Regions from separate parts of the Sus scrofa genome. Here regions 1 and 3 are each linked to region 2. The links are chromatin contacts, called in public HiChIP or PLAC-seq maps. All regions are on one chromosome and are shown on one strand. The core of a region is the stretch at or near the end of the contact, and the rest is flanking DNA. Distances in the headings are between cores, read along the strand shown.

What was found. HiChIP or PLAC-seq counts read pairs in DNA pulled down with a chosen protein or histone mark.
Region 1: a contact with region 2 is called in an H3K27ac HiChIP or PLAC-seq map of alveolar macrophages. The contact joins two enhancer-like sites. A contact is called at or near these places in 2 of 47 Hi-C or Micro-C datasets (adipocytes and embryonic fibroblasts) and 1 of 2 datasets of contacts at active chromatin or transcription factors (alveolar macrophages).
Region 3: an H3K27ac HiChIP or PLAC-seq map of alveolar macrophages shows a contact between it and region 2. The contact joins two enhancer-like sites. A contact is called at or near these places in 2 of 47 Hi-C or Micro-C datasets (embryonic fibroblasts and fibroblasts) and 2 of 2 datasets of contacts at active chromatin or transcription factors (alveolar macrophages and skeletal muscle).

The regions. Positions count from the first base shown.
Region 1 is chr18:52,732,794-52,736,071 of Sscrofa11.1, forward strand. No RefSeq gene overlaps it. Among named protein-coding and RNA genes, the nearest start is that of INHBA, 160 kb to the right of the region's middle. Within about 2 kb of position 1,623, at least 5 of the 83 cell types and tissues checked have an H3K27ac peak or open chromatin away from gene starts, as enhancers often do. A contact at or near this core is called in alveolar macrophages, where this site is marked.
Region 2 is chr18:52,882,898-52,885,962 of Sscrofa11.1, forward strand. No RefSeq gene overlaps it. Among named protein-coding and RNA genes, the nearest start is that of INHBA, 5.3 kb to the right of the region's middle. Within about 2 kb of position 1,599, at least 39 of the 83 cell types and tissues checked have an H3K27ac peak or open chromatin away from gene starts, as enhancers often do. A contact at or near this core is called in alveolar macrophages, where this site is marked.
Region 3 is chr18:52,753,795-52,756,938 of Sscrofa11.1, forward strand. No RefSeq gene overlaps it. Among named protein-coding and RNA genes, the nearest start is that of INHBA, 130 kb to the right of the region's middle. Within about 2 kb of position 1,512, at least 5 of the 83 cell types and tissues checked have an H3K27ac peak or open chromatin away from gene starts, as enhancers often do. A contact at or near this core is called in alveolar macrophages, where this site is marked.

The sequences.
Region 1 (3,278 bases), core at 373-2,872, 150 kb before region 2:
ACCACATGGAGAAGTTCCCAGGCCAGGGATTGAACCAGTGCCACAACAGCGATTGGAGCCATTGCGGTGACGCCAGATCCTTAACCCACTGAGCTGCAGGAGAACTCCTTCACTTCTCTCAGGTGTGTACCCAGGAGGGCAATTGCTCGGTCACATGGTAGCATTCTGTTTACCTTTTTGAAAAGCTTCCCAAGTGTCTCACACAGCAGCTCTACCACCTCGCACTCCCAGCAGCAGTGAGTGAAAATTCCAATTTCCTCACTTACTCATCAGCCCTCATACGTTTCTCTTTCTTTCTTTTTTTTTTTTTTTTTTTTTTTTTTTTGTCTTTTTGCTATTTCTTGGGCCGCTCCCGCGGCATATGGAGGTTCCCAGGCTAGGGGTCTCATCGGAGCTGTAGGCACCAGCCTACGCCAGAGCCACAGCAACGCGGGATCCGAGCCGCGTCTGCAACCTACACCACAGCTCACGGCAACGCCGGATCGTTAACCCACTGAGCAAGGGCAGGGACCGAACCCGCAACCTCATGGTTCCTAGTCGGATTCGTTAACGGCTGAGCCACGACGGGAACTCCTCTTTCTTTCTTAATTACAGCCAGGCTTGTGGGTCACTCTTCAGGCTTCCTCATGGGTGGTATCTCATTGCAATTTGGGTTTGTATTTCCCTAGTGACTAATGATGTGGAACATTATTTCGTGTGCTTATTGGCCAGTGGTATATCTTTTGTGGAGAAATGTCTGTTTCAGTCATTTGCCCATTTTTAAATTGGGCTCTTTTTATTTTCAGTCGTAAGACTGTTTCGAATATTCTAGACACTAGACCTCCAACAGATATAAACTTTGCATCCATTTCCCCTCTTTCTGTGGGTGTTTAGTGCAGTGTTACAGGTTATAGATGACTGTGGATCTGGACCGTAATTGTCAGGCACTATAGCATAACGCATCCTTTTTGTGCATATCACTCCGTCTACCCTTCTATCTATGAATTTCTGGCTAATCCTCCTTCCTTCCCTTCTGGGTACCCTGGCTCCTCAAGGCCAGAACCCAAGCTAAGCGAGTCAAAACCTGTTGCCAGAGTGTTTCATTCTAGTAAGAAGTTATCTAAAGATTCTTCTCTCTGCTCACACACCTGTGGGTATGTAACACCAGAACTGCCCACTTCATGCCCCCCTCATGGTAAAAAACCCTTTGGCAGGAGGAGAGAATGAAATCCACATGTAGAGACGCTCGGAGACGGGGGTAGCGTTGCGGTCCCCCCATTGCCCCCCAGCTACACCCATTCTTCTTTGTTATGTGAGCAAATAAAGTCCTTTTTAGGCTTGACTGAGCGGAAATTAGCTTTCTGTCACTTGAAACGTAACACTCACTGACTAATGTAGTTAGCCCACGGCTTATCAAAGATCTTACCAGCAACACTTGCACAGGGAAAGTTTGTAATACTTAGTTTGTGGGAAGACATGCAAGAAAAATATAGCTGGGTAGAATTTGGGAAAACACATACTAACACGTCTGGGGAAACAGGATAAAAATGTTCGCGTTTATGGGAAAGAGACTTGCAGGGGAAGAGTCACCCCGAAGCCGTTGCAATGAATGGCAGATGACAATGAGTCATCTATATGAATCGGTCATATGACACGGCAAGGGAAACAGCCTTTGAGGTATGGAAGGGATGACAGGCAAGGTACAGTGAGTCACAGACGTTTGTGTCCAACATGCCTCGTGGAGTCCTCCACCGACAACAGCTGTCCGAACCAGCTGGCACCTCTTACGTGGGAATGTGGCTGTTTTTTCTCTCTGCCTGGTGTGTCATCTCTCTGCCGCATCCACTAGTTCTCTGTTCTTCCTCTGTTCTCCCGTAGCCGTCTATCCTTGGTGCTTTTTTCCAAATGTACATAGTTTCTTCATTTCCATATACATTCCAATCACATGGACCGATCAAGTACATGGTTTAAAGCTCAGGAATTTATAGACAGTTGACAGGTTCTTTTTCATGCCATTTTTCTATTTCCAAGGCTATAGAAATGAGTCTGTTTTGTTTCTTCCCTCAGCTGAAGTTGTTATAACAAATCTGTTATTAAGATCAAAATGTGTGTTGAATTAGTCAATCATATTTTTTCTATTTTCCCTGTCACCACTCACGTCTAAGGATTCATTACTTCATTCCCGAGTTACTATGATAGGCTTTTTTTTTTAATCTATTTTATTATGGAAACATTCAAATATACTCAAAAGTAGAGAGACTATTATACGGAATTCTCATGTACCTGTCGTAAAACTTCATCAGTTATAACATCTGGCCATTCTTTCCCCTTGTTTTTGTTTTTTTTTTCTGGAATATGCTAAAGCTGACCCCACTCATCCTGGAAGGTCAGTATGTATCGCTAAGAGATAAGCAATTTGTGTCCCCATACCTGTCTAATTATTCTTTCTCTAATCTCCTTTTTCTCACCAATCTTTGGTCCTTTAAAAAAAAAAAAGATTGCAAAGACCATGTAGGTATTATGAATGTATAAGAGAGCATGGGAATTTTAGCAACCAAAAAACAGTATCATTTATACATCCCCCAGACAGAAAATGGCAAGTTGGTTCTCCTCCCCAAAATAGGACCTGAAAACCATTTCTGACTATAGCCTCGCTGCCCCTTAGCGTCATTTCCCCTCCTTGAGGTTATAATTCAGGTGTGCAAGGATCTTGATTAATGACTTTGGACAATTAGGTAGGTGCATAGCAGAAAGGAAAAAGCAAAAAGAATCAAGAAAATAAAAATTTAAAAACACTAACAGTTGGAGTTCCCTGGCGATTCAGTAGGTTAAGGATCAGTATTGTCACTGCTGAAGCTCTGGTTAAAGCTGTTGCATGGCTTCAATCTCTGGTCCAGGAACTTCTGCATGTTACAGGTGCAGCCAAAAAAACCCACTAACAGTTAAGTTGTTGTTTTTTAATTTGTCAGTGACTTAAGGAAAGATTCTAGTGCTGAATAAACTAAATCTTATATACGTGCAAAGTATTCGCATGGTGCTTTTTGCCAGTGCTTCTGGGGTGAACTTCCTTCCCAACTGAGAGCAACTGGCATCCTTTCTCTTCAGTCAAAAGAAAATCTATGTCACTTGAGTTGGAATACTTTTTGAGAAGAGGCCAAATGGACCTATCTATGTAATTTTCACGGTGTGTTATTTATTTACTGCTGTCTAAGAAATTATACTAAAGGTTAGGGGCTTAGAATATCAAACTTTTACCGTCTCACAGTATCTAGGCATGGTGCATGTGGGATACGGCTTTG
Region 2 (3,065 bases), core at 349-2,848:
GCACTTCCAAATACTCTCAAAACAGAGCACTCATACATAGCCCGAGGCCTTATGGGATATTCCGGTGGTTCTCAGAAAAATGAGAGGCTTAGGAATAAGGCTCTGGGGTTAGCTCTTCCTGACCCTCTTGTTTTCTAAGGAATTTTGGAGGAATTGTAACGTTCCCTCTCCCTCTTCTATTTAGCTGTATGCATTCATTGCCTTGGACATAAAAGCAAACAGCTTCCTAGCTCAGTTTGGAATGTGCAATGCTCATTCTTCTTTGTCCCAATTCACTCTACCTAAGCTAGCGTCCAGGTGATGGGCAGCCTCCAGCTGTCCAGCAAACAGGCGGTTTGGCCAGCCCCATATTCAATCCAAACCATTTTTGATCAGACTCCCGAAATCTCACTGCAACAAATATCTCTCTGGCTTCTGCCCACGTTTTCTGGATTCCGGGCTGCCTCTTGAGGGAGTCACCGCTCCCCACGGAGACAAGGTTTTCCTGCCTTGAGCCCAGAATAACATGTCAGCTGCTGAGAACACCTCGGGTTCCTTTTGGTTTCTCCCCATAGTCACGTTTTATGTTCGGTTTCCCAGACGGGATGAACCAGAAATCATGCTTTGGGGGAAACAGATTTTTTGAACTCAAACACTCTGACTCGTCAGCAGCCTCGTCCGTGCTCTGAACCCCCAGCCTCGTGCCACTTCGGCCGAATCAGATCACAACCTCCCAGGCACCTGCCTGGGGTGTTCACGCCTCCTGATGTGTATTACTATTATTATTTTTTTTAACTGAGTAACGGCAAAGCGTGAGCAGCAGCTAAAACAACAGGGCCATGACAAACGAGCCCCTTTTCTGGGCCTGTCTCCTTGTTCCAGGAGTAGTGAGCAAAGAGACCAATTAATAGCATGGATGGAAGCCGAAGGACAGACGGTTTGCTTGAGAAGAAAAATGAACATTCTTGCTCCCTGATCTATGCCAACTTTGTGCAGGGACAGCTGCTGCCACGGAGTAAACACGGCTAGAGGTGGCCCGTGCCCCCAAGAAGTGTGTCGCTGAGGGCCACAGGGCAGCACAGGGTCACGGGTCTCTCCCCCAGCTCAGGCCATCCGGCCTGTATCCTTAAACGAACTTTGTTTTTTGACCAGCTCACTAATTGTGATTGAAAACACTAGCTTTCCCAGCAAGGCACAAGCCCTGGAGTTCGCAGCAGCAAGACAGGCCCTAATTGCTCCATTTACATAAAAGTAGAAACATACAACGTCTAAATATACATCTCTGGCACATCGTGCCTTTTGCAATTACAGTAAAATAAGGTACCACACTTTCCCTCCCGGCTCCTCGAAACAAGCTGCTCCCCCCCTCCCTGGGTTCTCCAGGGGCCGCTCCTTCCAGGCGAGAACAGAGCCCTGCAGAAGGCTCCGGCGAGCGAGGAGCCGGGCGCTTTGTTGAAGTAGCCAGTAAATCAGGCCGCCCGCACTAGGTGAAAAACGCGGTGGCAGCGGGCCACCGTGCTAGCGCAGGAGCCGGCAGGACCCGGCAGGACCCAGCTCAGCGATCGGAAAAGGGACAGAGCTGGAGGGGCGGTAGCGCTCCCCGCGCGCCTCTGTCCGCCCCGGAGCCGGCCCTCAGGTCCCCGTCCTGGTCCCTGGCATTGGCTGCGCTTTGAAGCCCTGCCACCGAGGGCTGGGTTCAGAGATTGCCAGCTGCACTCCCCGATCAGTGCTTCTCCCCCCCCCCCCCGCCCCCCACCTCCCCCCCTTCTCTGAATTCTCTAGCTGCCAAAAGGGGGGAAAAATCAAGAGCTGCTCTTAAAAGAAGTTGCCCTTGCGGGTGCTCGGGGTAAAAATAGAGGCGGCCGCTCCGCCCGGCTTGGCCGTGACTCCAGCCCCGCGAGCCGGGCTCGAGCAGCGGCCGCGATCCGGCGTGATCCCCGGGAGCTGCCAGCAGGTGTTGCTCAAGGTACAGTAGCAGGCCGAGCAGCGGGCCCGCAGGCCGGGGAGGGGGGAGCTGCGGGGGGAGGGGCAGGAAGTGAAAGAGAAACCGACCCGAGCAAGGAACAGGAGATGCTGGTCGGGAGCCGGGCTGCCCAGCTCAGCCCTGGGCCCCGGAGTCCGGCAGGGAAAAAATCACCCCCGGTCCCGAAAGAGTGGAGCGAAGTTATTTGAACCTGCCTGCTTCCTCCCCCACCCCCTCCCACCCCCTCCCACCCCCCACCTTCGTCTTCCTCTGAGCGAGGAGGCATCTCCCGCGGGGCTGAGCCCGGAGGTTGGGGATTCAGGTAGAGAATGACGTCACAGCTGGTGGGCTGACCCAGGCAGGTGGGCACTTCGATGGCATCCGTGGCCAACGCGATCTGAGTCACAGAGATTGGGTGGCTCCTCTGGGGTGCTGCAGATTTCCTGTGACACAGATGTTCAGAGAGAGGCGCCCACTGGGCATCTCGGAAATCATATCGCCTCCTGTTTTTCGGAGCACGTGCTTTTGACCCCGCAGGGGAGTTATTGTGGAGCCCACTTTAGAGACACTGAGGTTATCTGGTAGTAAGTAGCAGCATCCGGGGTCTCCTCCGGGTGGGTTTGTGCCCCCAGACTCATAAACCCGGTGGCGTTTCCAGAACGCCACCCGGGGTTGGGGGGGGGGGCAGGGGGGAGTTTAGATGCCCCTCAGACCGCTGCTCTCCCGGAGAGCTCATTTAAAAAGGGTAAGGGAGCTCCTTTCTTGCAGAGAGCTTGGGTCCTTCCAGTTCCAGACTGAGGGGCAGGGTAGGAGTTTAACCAGCACTGATCCTGTTTCTGTCTTTCCTTCTCAGATTCCCTCTGTTCCTCTACAACCTAATGATTTTTATTTTTGACTTCATTTCTGCATATGCAATTCTTAGAATACTCCCTGCCCCAACCCCCATTTATGGCTCTGACCTCACACTTTCTCTGTGTTTAGCCAAGGCAGGCCCGCTTCTGCAGACTTCTGGTGGCCCAAAGAAAGGGGCCTAAACTACCCATCAGGAGGCCAGAGCCTCTATATTTTGCTTGTGGGCACAGTGAAAAGTTTATTTTATGCATGTTAAATCCTGCATCCACAA
Region 3 (3,144 bases), core at 262-2,761, 130 kb before region 2:
GACGTTTTAAAATCAGCATTACGTCGATAAACGTTTTGAAAGCCCCAGGAGACCAGCTTGTAAAGGTTCTTACAAACGTCAGATACATAACTTGTAAGCAGAGGACTTTGTATTCAATAACTAGTCCCAACAGACGTGCTGTCCTTCCCCGAATAGAACACGACATGCTCCGCATACAGCTGTAGAGACACCATACCGGTTTTTTTCCTTTTAATGAGAGCGCTGCTGCAAAAGAGATTTATTGGAATTGCCATGTTTTAACTTGTGGGTTTTTTTTTTTTTTTTAAAAGCACTCTAAAGCCTGTATTTTGTTGTGGTTTATTCTCATTCTCAATAAGTGTTTGATCCCTGGCCTGGGAACTTCCACAGGCCATAGGTACAGCCAAAAAAATAACATAAACAAACAATAAAAATATAAACAAACAAACAAACGTTTGCTTTTGTACCTAATGGTATATTCTTACTTTTGTGTTCATCGGCTTGAAGAGGGCTCTCCAAATTATATAATCTTCAGGCCCCAGAAAAATCTGCCTAAGCCACTGACTGTCCTGCAGATGGCAGCCAGGCTGGCCCCTTAGAGCAGAGGTGCCCAGCAGTAGCCTCTGCCTGGTTTGAACTCTCGGGGGACTTTCTCCCCCCCGCAGAAACTTCACGCGCTGTCCCCCCATCCAGGGCACACCCCCAGGGCTCCTGGAACACGCTGCTTTCTTTGGCCTCACCTCCTTTGATCATGCAGGTGCTCACTGATGACAATGCTTTTCTCAGTATTTGTTTGTTGGCTAAATTTCTACTGACTCTTCATCACGCAGCGAGGCAGACTCTGCCAGGGCTAGAGTTGGGTAGGGTGGCCACGAGGGCGCTGGGTGGTCACCGCTGGCTTTTCCACAGAAGCTGGGCTTGGGGGGTTTGATGGGCAGGAGCACGGTGGCCTCGCTTCCTTGGCGGCTGGCTCCTTGCTTGGCTCCGAGCAGGCGCTGAACCAGAGATGCTAAAGGAGCCCACGACACATCTCCATGTTGGTCCACCGGCCAGAGGGCTGCAACCGGAGTGCCCGACCCTGGACTTCCTCCCAGTCTGAACGTCTGGTCATCTCAGTCTACATCCCAGCTGCAGTGGCCATCTGGTCTGGGCACAGGCACGTCCAGATCCCCTCCTGCCCCTCTCACCCTCATGCCGCCCTTGCTGACACTCCTGTGTTTCTTTAGTTCCTTTTTTTTTTGGCAGCATGTGGACATTCCCCTCCAAGAGTCGAACCTGCCTCACAGCAGCGACCTGAGCTGCTGCAAGGACAAAGCCAGATCCTTCACCTGCTGTGCCACCAGGGAAATCCACGCCATCCCATTTTGTTCCTTCTCTCAAGGCCAGAGCTGGGGAAGCAGCCCAGAGGGAGTCACTTGTTTCTTCTCTCTTCATTCATCAAGGTTGGCTCACTGCTTCTCCCACTCTTGATTAGCCGGCCAAGAAAACGGTCTCTATAAATAGACTTCAGCTTATATTTGTGACTCAAGCGTCCCCATCACATGTGACAAAACAAACAGGAAGTGCCTTTGTTGATACGCTTTGATTTCCTGTGGTGGTATTATTAGCAGCAACGCTGGTGATGAGAAAGCAGAGGCTGATGGTTGCTTTACCAGAATAACTAAAGCCTTCTCAGGCAAGCCCATCGTGCTTATTTCGTGGGCGCTTTAACTAGTCACAGGATTGTTAACGAACTGAAGCCAGAGTTTGGTTTACAGATTGTGTTCTCCCCTCTGTTTCCTTCCCTATCTTCTGTGTGTGTGAGTGTCTCCCCCAGTTTCCCCTTTAGGGCAGGGACTGACACGTCAGGAGACCTGGGCCACGTTACCGTCCCTACTCCCAACCTCTTAGAACGCAAACCAGGTTTCGAGAAGGAGAGCCTGAGAAACTTCAAGGCCAAAGAAAGCAAATGTTGCATCTATCATTCTTTAAGGATACCCTTGGACAGCTTTGCAAAGCTCTCCTGTGATTGGCTTGGTGGGGTGGCGGGGTTGGAGATGAAAACAGCTTCCTTTGCACCTAAATGCATGCGTTTTATTTCTCCTTCCAGATATCCAGCGGGCCTCGTTTGAAGCCCACCCCTCCACCTTCCCCCCACCAAGCCCAGGCTCTCTGTCTGGTCAGGGAAATAAAGCCACTTGTCTTTTCATTCCCAAGAGCCATGAGTCCATGTACATAAATCTGCGCTTCAAATTTGCTGTCTCCAATGCTACTTTACTTAGATAAGCTGGAGGAGGAATCCTAAAAACCCAGCAAGGTCTGGCATGTACCCAACCTTGAAGCAAGTGAAAGTTTACCATGGTTCCGTCCACTTGACCGTGAGGAATGACTCTGATAGGAATGCTGTTCCTGGCTTCTTTTCTCCAGGTTCAAAGCTGCACCCATGAGATTGGGTTGGGAGCTGAACCAGCTGAGGTGTACTGGGCTCAGTCAGGGCTGACAAGTCACCGGGACTCCTAGGTTTACTTCCTCTTTTTAAAAAAAAAAAAAAATTGTCTTTTTTGGGGGGGCTGGACCCATGGCATATGGAAGTTCCCAGGCTAGGGGTCAAATAGGGACTGCAGCCACCGGCCTATACCACAGCCACAGCGACACCGGATCAGAGCCGCATCTGCCACCTACACCACAGCTCAAGGCAACACTGGATTCTTAAACCACTAATTGAGGCCGAGGATCGAACCCTCATCCTCATGGGCACTAGTCGGGTTCATTACTGCTGAGCTACAACAGGAACTCCTTAATTTTTATTTTTAGGGCCACACGTGCAGCATATGGATGTTCCTGGGCCAGGAATTGAATCTGAGCCACAGCTGTGACCTGCACCAGATCCTTAACCCACTCCCTAGGGATGGGAGTTGAACCCAAGGTTTCACAGTAGCCTAAAGCTGCTGCAGTCAGATTCTCAACCCACTGCACCACAGCGGGAACCCCTCTTAGGCTTATTTAAATGCCTACCAGTTGACAGGGCGTTGGGACCACCGGAAGACATGGGATTGAGGGTAATTTCCTCAATACAATATGGCGCAGCTGGACTTGATACAAAGTATCAAATATCAGAGAATCACAATAACCCTGACAGCCCTCAAGAGTGAATTGCTTTCAAGGACTGTTATTCCAACAAAACTA